2 separate regions of the Sus scrofa genome follow, and region 2 is linked to region 1. A link is a contact called in public HiChIP or PLAC-seq data. All regions are on one chromosome and are shown on one strand. The core of a region is the stretch at or near the end of the contact, and the rest is flanking DNA. Distances in the headings are between cores, read along the strand shown. Region 1 holds the start of CLSTN3 (calsyntenin-3). Region 2 holds the start of LPAR5 (lysophosphatidic acid receptor 5).

Region 1 (5,733 bases), core at 2,537-5,036:
TTAAATACCCAAAGGTCGATGAGAGGCCTGCCTGCAGTCCCCGATGTGACAGAGGATAAAGTGGGGTAGGAGGCTGCCCCTGGCTGTGGCTGCCCCCCCCACCCCCACCTCTCCCTGCCCTTCCATGGGCTCTTCTCCCGCCTCTGGAGATCACTGCATCTGCCCAAGCAGGCCACCCCCAGGACCCCCACCCAGCTCTCTGGGATGACTCCCCCAACTTCCCCCACCATAAGCCCCTCAGTTATGATAGCATCTGTGCCATCAGGGTCCCAAGGGACTGACCAGCAGCCATCCAGAGCCGGGTCCATGAATATGGACAGGAAGGATGGGGAAGACCTTACAGGTAACACAGCAGGTGATGGGTAGTGGACGAGGGAACCTACTGGGGAAATCCACAGGCTCTGTGAAGGACCCGGATGTAGCCAGCCTGGATTTGCGTGGAGGGCAGTAGCCAAGGCCTCTGAGACCAGGGGGATGAGCAGTGATCCAGCCTGACCAGGAACCAGACCAGCACCCACCAGGCCCTCCTCTTCCTCCCCGAGATCTCAGCCAACAGGCCAGCTCTGGGCCAGCTCTGTGGGCACCTTGCTAGCCACGGAATGCCCCCCTCACCAGAGGCCATTCAGGTTCCAGGGGCCTGAGATGGAGCTGACTATCACACTCACCCTTCCAACAGGAACGGGGGACCTCTGTCCTTTCAAGACCCTGCTGGCCCACCATCTACCTGGGTGTGAACCTCCCAATCTCACGTTCCTCCACCCTCACTCTTGTTCTGGCCATTAAGAGAGGGGCAGCCCTAGGAGCCTCCATGCTGTCCCCATGGGCAGTGCCGAAACACAGGGTCACCAGCATCGCCAGGCCTTCGGGTTCACGGACAAACCACTTGCCTCGGAGGTTCTAGATGAGCCTAAAATCACCAAGATTGGGAGGGAGCATTACACAGTGGTCCAGCAAGGAGGCTCAGGTGTTCAGCAGCACCTCTTTCTTATTGGCTGTGTGAACATAGACAAGCCGCTAAGCCTCAGGAAATGAGCCACAGCAGTGGCCACACAAGACAACATCAAGAGTACTTCCATCCTGGAGTTCCCATCGTGGCTCAGCAGTTAATGAACCCCACTAGCATCCATGAGGATGTGGGTTCGATCCCTGGCCTCTCTCAGTGGGTTAAGGATCCTGGGGTGCCATGAGCTGTGGTGTAGGTCGCAGACGCAGCTCCGATCCCACACTGCTTGGTTGTGGTGTAGGCTGGCAGCTACAGCTCTGATTCAACCCCAAGCCTGGGAACCTCCATATGCCACCAGTGTGGCTCTTAAAAGACAAAAAAAAGTACTTTCTTCCTGCTGGAAATTTTGTGAAATTTCTATGTAAAAGTCACTCAGCATAGGGCCTGGAATGGAGCAAGCCCTGATGAAGCTTAGCTCTCACTGTGTTTTTTTTATCCCCTACTCTCCACCCGTTGAAATCCTTTTAACTGTTCGAAAAGCCTTGTGTTCCAGAGGTGAGAATAAGGCCTCACTGCCCATGCCCTGAGGTCACGCCAAAGTGTTAAGTGACTGACACCAGAGACTGAGAGACAGCCTCGCCTGGGCAGTCCAGGCAGGTAAAACATCTGGGGGTGATGGATGGAGGGGCGTCGTTGCCAGAATCCCACTGTATCCTACGCCCTTCATCCCCTTGAGGACAAATGTGCAGTGCAGACAGCACCACCCTGCCAGGCCCTTGTGCCAGCATCGGGGCAAGACTTCTGCTCCTGCAGAAGCCACAGCCATTCTTACCTCCTTGTTCCCTGAGAGGAGGTTTCAGTGCAGGAGAGATGGAGCTGATGAGACAGGCCCCGCCCCAGCACCCTGCAGTGGCTGTTCAAAGACACCAGGCTTCATCCCTGCGCCCCCGTTGAGCCCCTCAAAACGGTACCCACTGAAGCTGCACCAGCCAAGGAGCTGGACCCCCACAGCAGGGGCTCTGCCCAGGCCCAGCGTTTTCCAGTCCCCAGCTGCAGGTGCAGCCACCTGCCCTTGACCTCCTGCCTCCTTACCCTTCTTCCGCACGGATGCCCACTCCAGCCAGCATCCTCCCTGCCTGGGGTGGGGGTAGGGGGGCCTCCACCCTGCAGCACATCCTGGGCTTCCTTCTCCACTGAAGAAGCTCCAGCAATCCCTCCGTGGGTGCCTCAGTGGGAGCCCTCCTTGCCCACAAGTGAGCCAGGAGGCCGAGGTCTCCTTAACCATCGCCTACCCAGTTTTCCTTCCACGTGGCTATGTGCATCCCTCAGGCGTCTGCCTTGCACTGCATTGTCCATGTGGCTTTTCATCCGCCTCCTAGACAGTTGCTAAGACCCAGAACCTTCTTGCTTTCCTCCCTGCCCAGAACAGGAGCCAAGGTATATTCATTGTCCCGGCAGGAGAACTAGACAGAGCTAAAAACACTGCTTGCAGAGGCACCATCGCCGCCTCTCTTGACCTTGGGAAAATCATTTCACTTCTGTGCCTTTGTCTCCTCCCGGGACCGTCTGTTTGGCCTTGATGCTCTAGGACGGATCTACCATCCCGTCTTCCACACCCGCCCCTCCCCTTGGCTTCCTCTCTCCTCTCCTTGGCTGTTTGCAGAAAAGCCTCGCTCGCTGTCCTTGACCCAGCTGTAACGATACTGCTGTCATTCTTAATGTAACCAGAGCCTAGCTTGTCTTCAAGGTCCCCAGTGACGAGGGTACCCGAGCACAGGAAGGGGCAGCTGGGTCACTAAGCACTCATTTCCCTGGATGGCCCCCTTAACCGCTGCTGCCATTCACCACCCATCCCTTGTTTAAGAGTAGCACAGATGGGACAAGGGGACACTGTTTCAATAAGGGTTCGGGAAAGTCTTGGAGGAAACAAAGGGAACTAGAACAGAGAATAATATACAAGTCAATCATCTGAAGTCCAAGTGCAGCCTCACCCATCACCTCCCTTATTGTGGAAGGAAGGGATGGTGCAGGGGACAGCCGAGCAGCCTCGCTATTAGCAAACCAGGCACACACGCAGCATGTTTAAAGAGTCCTTTACTAAAGGACTTTATTTCAGGCTTGAGAGTCCACACAAATCGCCCAGGGGGCGGGGGTGGGAGCTTTGGAACTGAAATCTCCTGCCTCTGAATTTGTCCCTTTGGAGAATCTGCTGGTGAAAGCCCACAGACCTGGATTCTCGGCACTCACGCTGTGGTTATTTATCCTCCCAAGATTGGCAAGGGCAGCCTCTCTGGGGTCTCTCTTTCCTGCCCATTCCTCTCCTTTTCAACATCATCTTGGACCTTTTTAACCCTTTGCTCTCCTCCCAGAGCCCCACTTCCTCTGGTGTTTGGTGCCCTGTAGGCCACACTTGGACCTGTGCCATCTTGCTCCTGGATGGGGTGGGTGACAGAACCCTTCAGACGGCAGGGATGAGGAGGAGAGGGCGCTCTGGCTTCAGAGCATCTGCAATGCAACCATATCTCACAAAAATAACAGCCTGCCAGCTCATCTTCTGCATGGATTGTGCTAAAAGAATATGTGTACTTCTGTGAGAGCCAGCCCCCAGGAGGGCCCCCAAGTCCCCAGAATTCCCATTCTTGTGTCTTCTCTTCGCACACGGTATCCGGGTAGGTCTGTGTGACCAATGGCATATGCAGCAGGGGTACTACATTACTTCCAAGGCTAGACTATAACAGACATTTTGGATTGTCTACACAACAGTGCGCCTACAGTATACACTGTACACTTAAAACTTTATTAAGAGGGTAGATCTCATGTTAAGTGCTCTTACCACAATACAAAATTTTAAAGCAAATATATTTTGGCTTCTGCTTTGAGCTTTGTTTTGTTTGTTTGTTTGTTTGGCTGCACTCGAGGCATGCGGAAGTTTCTGGGCCGGGGATCAAACCTGCCACACCACGACAGAGATGCTGCAGTTGCAGTGACAACACCTTACCCCACTGACCCACAAGAGAACTCCACTTCGCCCTTCCTACCCTAGATCCCTCTGGGGAAAGCCAGCTGCCCTGTCATGGGGACACTCAAGGGTCCTGTGAAAAGGGCCATGTGGCAAGAAACTAAGCCTCCAGCCCTCAGCCATCAGAGGGGACCATCATGGAAGCAGAGCCTCCGGGCCAGTCAAAACCTCATGGCTGTGAGAGACCCTGAGCCAAAACCACCTACTGAAGCTGCTTCTGGATTCCTGACCCTCGATACTATATCAAAGAATATATCTTTGTGGTTTTAAACTGCTAAGTGTGCAAGTGTCCTGTGACACAACACGTTAAGGAACACAGTTTCTCAACTACGAGCTTCATCACACATGACTCTCCTCCTGGCAGCATAGCCCTGACAGCTGATGAAGGGATGGGAGGCAGGTGACTCAGGGCAATAAAAGCCTGTCCAGCCACAAAAAGATATGCCACAGGTGCAGCCTTTATTTATTTATTTATCTATTTGTCTTTTGTCCTTTTAGGGCCGCACCCGCGACATATGGAGGTTCCCAGGCTAGGGGTCACATCAGAGCTACAGGTGCCGGCCTACACCACAGCCACAGCAATGCCAGATCCGAGCCATGTCTGCAACCTACACCATTGCTCATGGCAACGCCAGATCCTTAACCCACTGAGCAAGGCCAGGGATCGAACACAAAACCTCATGCTTCCTAGTCAAATTCATTCCCGCTGCGCCACGACGGGAACTCCAGGTGTGCCTTTAAAACACCAAAAAAAAAAAAAAAAAGACTTGGTGCAGATGCCATTGGGTTTAGCCAACTCTGGTGACTGGAAAGGGGAGGCCACTAGGGAAAGTGTTTTAGTGGCTCTCTGTTCCACTGTGCTCCCCCCGACATTCACAGACTATGGGCATCCCCCCAGCCTGCCACGCCGTGACCTGGACTGTCACCTGAGAGAAACAGAACGCTCACCTGTCCAGATCTGCAACCAGGGCCAGAAGCCCCGTGACCAAATGAAGACCAGAGAGGGTGGTAGCCAGGCCCCCAGGTGAGGACCAGCGGAGCCATCTCAAGGACACCCTTCCACTCTCAAGGCTGCTCTCTTCAACCAAGGGCAAAGTGCCCAGCACTGAGGGGCAGGGTCACAAGACAATGGCCAGAACTCACGCTGGGGAACAGGAGGTGGGGCAGGGCTATGCTGGGAGTGAATGTCACGCTCTCCTCCTCCACTGCTGCCACCAGCTCAGAGAAACAGGAAGAAGTCTCAGGCCCCCTCCCTGGGACCATCTGCCTCCACTACCAACCTCAGCTCCCAGACACACCGGCTACCACGGGCTTCCTTCCTCACCAGTCACCTGCCTTGAGAACTCCAATACCTACCTGGTACATACGCGCCCTCTCTGCCCCGTCACATGAGCTCATCCCAAAGATACAGGTGAGATGTGCCTACCATTTGCCCCAATTATGAATGAAGAATATACCCTGACAGTCAAGGAGCTTAGGCTTCATCTTGAGGCTCAGAGGGCAAAGTCACTGAAAGGTTTTTAAGCTGGAGAGAAGCAGGATCGGTGGATACTTCCAGACAGATAACTCACAGCGTAGGGAAGGTGGACAAGAGGGGCAAGCAAGTGGCTGACTCATCTTTGGGGTTGACTCAGCCTTTTCCAAATATCCTTGGTCGATGGCAGCCAGCTTGAAACCCGAGATGACTTGGGGTTTGGGGAGCATACAGACCCAACTTCAGGAGAGTCCCTCTTACCCCTAAATCCCTGGCCATCCAGATCTCTCCTGACTA
Region 2 (5,754 bases), core at 527-3,026, 440 kb after region 1:
CATTGCTGTTGGACCCCAGGCTTCCCCTTCTGGCCTGAGTCTCTTACCCGGCTCCGATCCCTGGCGTTGGGGCAGCAGTCCTGGAAGGGTCATGACATGACGGGAACTCCACCCACCTTAAAGGATGTCTTTACATAAAGTGTTTATTTTCAACCTGTGCGGCCTGTTTGGGTTATGATCCCATCCTCAGCCCTGTCCCCCTGCCCCACAGCGTCAGCTCTCCAACCCCTGGGAGTTATGGATCCATCTGCAGGAAAGAGAATCAAAGGGGTAGTACCCAGGGCAGCAAGCCCTCCGTTAGGAGGAGAAGCCCTGAGAAGCCAGGGGGGTGGAATGAAGGTCACAGCCAGTGTCTTGGGGAGCCTGTGGGCCGAAGGGCGTGTGTGTCTTCATTTCTGAAGCCCTGATCCCAAGATCTCGGATGTGAGTGTAGGACTGTCTCTCTGAGGATGATCTGAATGAGGTCGTGTCTAGTGGGCCAACTGCAGGGCAGTAGGGCCGAACTTGAGCTTTTTAGGAGGGAGGAAAGAACTGTGGTTGAGCTCAGGAAACCCCTGCTCTGATATCAAGTGAGAGGTCTGATGGTCTGAAAACGGTGAAGTGGGGAGGAGCTGCACCTTTTGTTTGTTTTTCAGCCACACATGTACAAAGTTCCTGGGCCAGGAATTGAACCTGTGCCACAGCAGCCACCAGAACCACAGCAGTGACAACGCTGGGTCCTTGAGGAACTGCATCTTTTTTTTTTTTTTTTGTCTTTGTTGTTGTTGTTGTTGTTGCTATTTCTTGGGCCGCTCCCGCGGCATATGGAGGTTCCCAGGCTAGGGGTTGAATCGGAGCTGTAGCCACCGGCCTACGCCAGAGCCACAGCAAAGCGGGATCCGAGCCGCGTCTGCAACCTACACCACAGCTCACGGCAACGCCGGATCGTTAACCCACTGAGCAAGGGCAGGGACCGAACCCGCAACCTCATGGTTCCTAGTCGGATTCGTTAACCACTGCGCCACGACGGGAACTCCAGGAACTGCATCTTAATGACATGCTTGGAGCTGTGACTCCAGCATCAGCCTTTAATAATCTGGGATCCCCCAAAACATGTTCTGGATACACACATATGAGGGAAACTGCACAGCATTTAGAAGAAAACATTACAGAGTTCCTGTCGTGGCTCAGTGGTTAAAGAACCCGACTAGTATCCATGAGGACGTGGGTTCGATCCCTGGCCTTGCTCAGTGGGTTAAGGATCCAGTTTTGCCATGAGCTGTGGTGTAGGTTGCAGATGTGGCTCGGATCCAACGTTGCTGTGGCTGTGCCTTAGGCTGGCAGCTGTAGCTCCGATTCAGCTCCTAGCCTGGGAACCTCCATATGCCGTGAGTACGATCTTAAAAAGACAAAAAAGAGAAAACATTATGGAGAAGCTCAATATGTAGAATATAGCACAAAGAACAGTGTCAAGCATCTCCATCTACCCTTTATCAGCTTTGATTATCAACATGCCATTGGCCTTTTAATGGGATGTTGAAACCTCTGAGAAGCTCTGTAACAGAGAAACCTTTTCCACTTAGTCTCTCCATTCTCATTCGACCACAGTGTCCTTTTTCACCTGCCGCTTGTTTTTGAGTACTGACTGCAAACACCATGCCCGGTCCTACTGATGTAGAAAACAAGGGGCTCAGCCCGGGGTACAGAGACCAGAGGCTGTCATCTGAGCCCTGGTTCCCCCCCACACACACACACATACACACAGATAGAAGCTACATGTGGCAAGAGTGAAACCACCTGCAGGAACCCAACAGAGAGACAGACAGCCAGGAGGAACTGATGAGAACAAAAGGCTGGTGGGTTAGTCATCTGGCATCACTGGGTGGGTGTGCCAGTTAGGCTCACCGGAAACTGTGGGAAATGTGTGAGCCATGAGGGGACAGTCAGCAGTCAGCGATGGTTGGGGCCAGATGAAGTGCCTTTATCCGCTGGGGATTCTTCTCCTCTGACCTGTCTGTGGACCACTGAGGGCAGTGCTTCCTCCTCTGTCTCCCTGCCCCACGCAGGGTTGGGCGAGTGCAGGGAGCTGGGATCTGCTGACAGCTGCGGAGGTGGGTGTGTCCGCCTGCCTGGAGCAGGTCCTACCAGCCCAGCCCAGCCCAGAACAGGCAGCAGCGGAAGCCAGCTCAAGGCAGCGGCGGAGCCTCAGCGAGCACAGGTATGGGGGCATCACAGGTTGGGGGGAGCCCCCCAGGGGCAGCCCCTCTCCTTTAGAAATAGGACATGGGTGGGGGGGGGTGGAGGTGAAAGTAGGCTGTGGGCCCTGGGAAAATGTTTCAGTCAAAAGCCCAAAGGGACAGGCTTGGGCCCACAGACAGGGGACAGAGGATTGCCCTAGATCTTGAAGCCCCACCCTGGCTGTCCCCGAGGCTGTGTCCTCCCCTTCACCGGTCAGGTCCCCACTGTCAAGCTGAACCCCAATCCCAGGGCCACCGAGGAAGGCCCTCTGGGGCTGGTTGCCAGCCCTTTCCTACTCTTAGACAACGCAAGCCCTAAAACCCACTCGCCCCAGGGCCGGGCCTTTGCCGGTGACAATGAACTCATCTGATGAAACCCCATCAGCAGGGTCAAGGCTCAGCTGTGCCCTTACGGGGATCCTTCCAATGTAACCAGTGTGCTTCAGTGGTGTCTTGGACAGACGCTGCCTTAACCCAGGGCATTGTCTTTATCGGAGGATTAGATGAACTGTGTCCAGGGTCCCTACAGTTCTGCGGGAATGTGGCCTGTGAGGGTCCCGAAGTGGATAAAATTTCAGATACTGAGCATGGGTTGGGGGAGATATTTGAGAGCGGGCAAGGCCTTCTGGTCCCTCTGTGTCCCAACCATGAGGCAGCTGCCCACCGAGTCCTTATGTTCACGGGGGCCTCCCTGACGGAAGGGGTTGTGTCGCCTGTCGCTTCAGGGTGAGCGAAGGTCGTAGCAGAAGGGAAGATGGAGGCAAGGATTAAACGGGAGGCAGAAACCTACTCAACCCATGAGCCTCACTTCCTGGCAACTGAGGGACCCTAGAACCCAGCTCTTTCGGCCTCTGATACCTGTGCCCACAGGAAGGGGAAAGCAGAGACTTGAGTGCTGCCTGAGGTCAGGGCGAGGTCCACGAGGCCAAAGGCTCCTGTGGAGGCGAGAACCACCCAAGGCTATGGAGGGCTGAACCCTCTTAGGTCTTTTTTTTTTTTTCCTGTCTTTTAGGGCCACACCCAACACATATGGAGGTTCCCAGGCTAGGGGTCCAATCAGAGCTATAGCTGCTGGCCTACACCACAGGCATAGCAACTCAGGACCGATGTGCATCTGCGACCCACACCATAGGTCACAGCAATGCTAGATCCTTAACCCACTGAGCAAGGCCAGGGATCGAACCCTCATCCTCATGGATGCTAGTCAGGTTCATTAACGGCTGAGCTATGATGGGAACTCCAGATCCCACCTAGGTCTTGATTGGGACCTTGTTTCCTGTTTTTCCAGCTCTTGTCCGCAGGGTGGGGAGAGGTATGCTGGTGGGGAGGTGACAACCACACATCAATCATTGAGCTGTAGGTCGCCTTTGCTTTCTGCCTTTTTCCAGAAAAACCGTGGGGAGACATGAGAGGGAAAAGTTGCAGCCGGGGATGGGGTTGGAAAGGCAAGAAGAGAGTCTCAGGTGGGGAAGGGTAGGGGGAAGCTGGAGCAGGGATCTGGGCTGGAGGAAGCAGAGCGGGCCTGGACTGGGGACGAGGGAGGATGGATAAACATGGCAGTGGGAAGAACGTGGCCCCTGGGGCAGGAGGAGGCCATCCATTCACCCTGGTGACCTCGTTAAACTCCCTGCCTTAGACTCAGGACAAGCAGATGGGCAGGATTCATTTGTGTCCTGGGGCCGCTGTGGGACGGAGCTTGTCACAAGGCCTTTAGACTTCATGAAGCTTCCACTGGAGGCTCAGCACCGTTGGGATCTGTAGGGAGCATCTGAAAGGACCCATGTGAAGGGGTGCTGAGAGTTACTGTCTGTGGGGAGCGGGCACATCTTCGGGCCCTGAGCTGCCTGAGGACAGAGCAGAGGAAGTGGGCTCAGTCGGCACCACACACCGCAGGAGGGGTGGGACTCGTGTGCCAACTGGCCTGTGGCTGCCAGCATCTGAAAGGTGGTTGGAACTCTTCTAGAGATGATGTCCAGAGATCTGAGATTCCAAACCTTTCAAGGATGTGGATTCCTACAAAGAGGAGATGAGGAGATCAAGGGCTTTGGTGAAGGTGGTAGTGGGGGGAGAGCGTGGGAGGGGGGAGCCCAGGGAGAGGGTGGCAGACAGGAAGAAGCTAGACAGACAGGAGGTGTCTCTCCCCTCCCTGCCCCCATCACTGTCCCAAATTGCCCATCCCTTTCTGTTCAGCTCCCCTCTGCATCGCTGGTCAGGCACCAGAAGGGTGGACACCACGGGCCAGTGGTGTGGATGAGAGGGAGGGAAGGGTCATGAGTTAGCCTCCTGTGCACTTTTAAACCCCCTGTTCTCACTTCCTGCCGGTGCAAAAATAACCCTGCCCCTCTGACTTATCTCAGCAAAGACTGGTGCCCAGCCCGGCTCAGAGGGCAATAGGACAGGTCCCAGAGGGTCACTGAGGACAAAAAGAGCCTGGACCCCCCATACACACATGGGGAGCTGCAGAACAGGGACTCGGGGGTGGGAGGAAAGTGTGTGTGTGGGGGGGGGCGTGGAGGCTGGGGTTGGAGGGGGCAGTTCCCAGGGTCTCTCTTTGCCCCTCAGTGCCTTGTGGCTGGGATCTGCATGTGCCCACCTGCAGCCATCTGTGCTCCTGAAGCTGCCTGCTCACTCTTATGTCTGGGGTCAGGTGTGTGTGTGTGATGTGTATGTGTGTGAAGGTGGGGGCTGTGCCTGCTGTGTGTGTTTCCTCCCCCACCAGCTGCCCGTGCCTCTGTGAACATGCATGTGTGTTACAGGCTGCATTACACATGGATTTATATGTTCTAGGGAATCTTGGTGCACACCCCTCAGTTTACTGGCACCTCCACGCGGCCTTGCATGCGCACGTGTGTGTAGTGATGTGCTCATGTGACTGCAGCCGCAGGCAGGCTGAGGTTACTGAGCCTGTGTGGGCCCCCAAGTCCCCCCTTCTCCCTGGTGAAATGAAATCCCAGTGTCCCCGCTTTTCTGGGGCAGCCACTATATCTTTGCTTTACATTCCCCCCAACCCCTGCCCCCCAAACCTGACCTCTCGCTGGAGGCGGGAGAAAGGAGAGGGCCCTTCCGCCCCTCCCCCACGTCTAGAGCCCTCCTTCCATTTCCTGTTTGCCTCCTTTTTGGCAGTTTTTCCCATCTTTGCCATCTGGCCTGGCACTGTGCCCATTCAGCTCCACTGATGGGGAGCCCCAGGGAAGCAAGCAGATGGGGTGGGGACCAAGGCAGGGGCCCGGCAGCTCTCAAGGCTCAGCTTGGGCCATTTTGCGTGGTCTGTGGGAAAGGGGTGGACACACAAACCCACAGGCTTCTCAGAAATAGAGCGATGGCCATCTGCTCTCCTGAAGGTGCCTAATTCTACCTCTTAAGTAGCAACTCACCTAATACATGTTGATCTCTTTAACACTGTAATTTTGTGAACCAAAGACCTGGGATCTTGGGAAATAATCATTTGTTCACTTGTTCAGGGGCTAGTAGGTGCCTCCTGGCTATAAGGGGCTATTGATTCTCCAGAGAATGGTTAAGAATGATAAAAATGTTACTG

Evidence for each region. HiChIP or PLAC-seq counts read pairs in DNA pulled down with a chosen protein or histone mark.
Region 2: an H3K27ac HiChIP or PLAC-seq map of alveolar macrophages shows a contact between it and region 1. The contact joins the promoter of LPAR5 here to the promoter of CLSTN3 in region 1. A contact is called at or near these places in 1 of 47 Hi-C or Micro-C datasets (embryonic fibroblasts) and 1 of 2 datasets of contacts at active chromatin or transcription factors (alveolar macrophages).

What each region holds. Positions count from the first base shown.
Region 1 is chr5:63,608,391-63,614,123 of Sscrofa11.1, forward strand. CLSTN3 (calsyntenin-3) reads right to left here and starts at 3,787. Exons shown (of 18, transcript XM_021092406.1): 1 at 2,036-3,787. The coding sequence starts at 2,228.
Region 2 is chr5:64,047,694-64,053,447 of Sscrofa11.1, forward strand. It overlaps LPAR5 (lysophosphatidic acid receptor 5), which reads left to right and starts at 1,777. Exons shown (of 2, transcript XM_005652601.3): 1 at 1,777-2,197. ACRBP (acrosin-binding protein) reads left to right here. Exons shown (of 10, transcript XM_003126533.4): 10 at 1-153.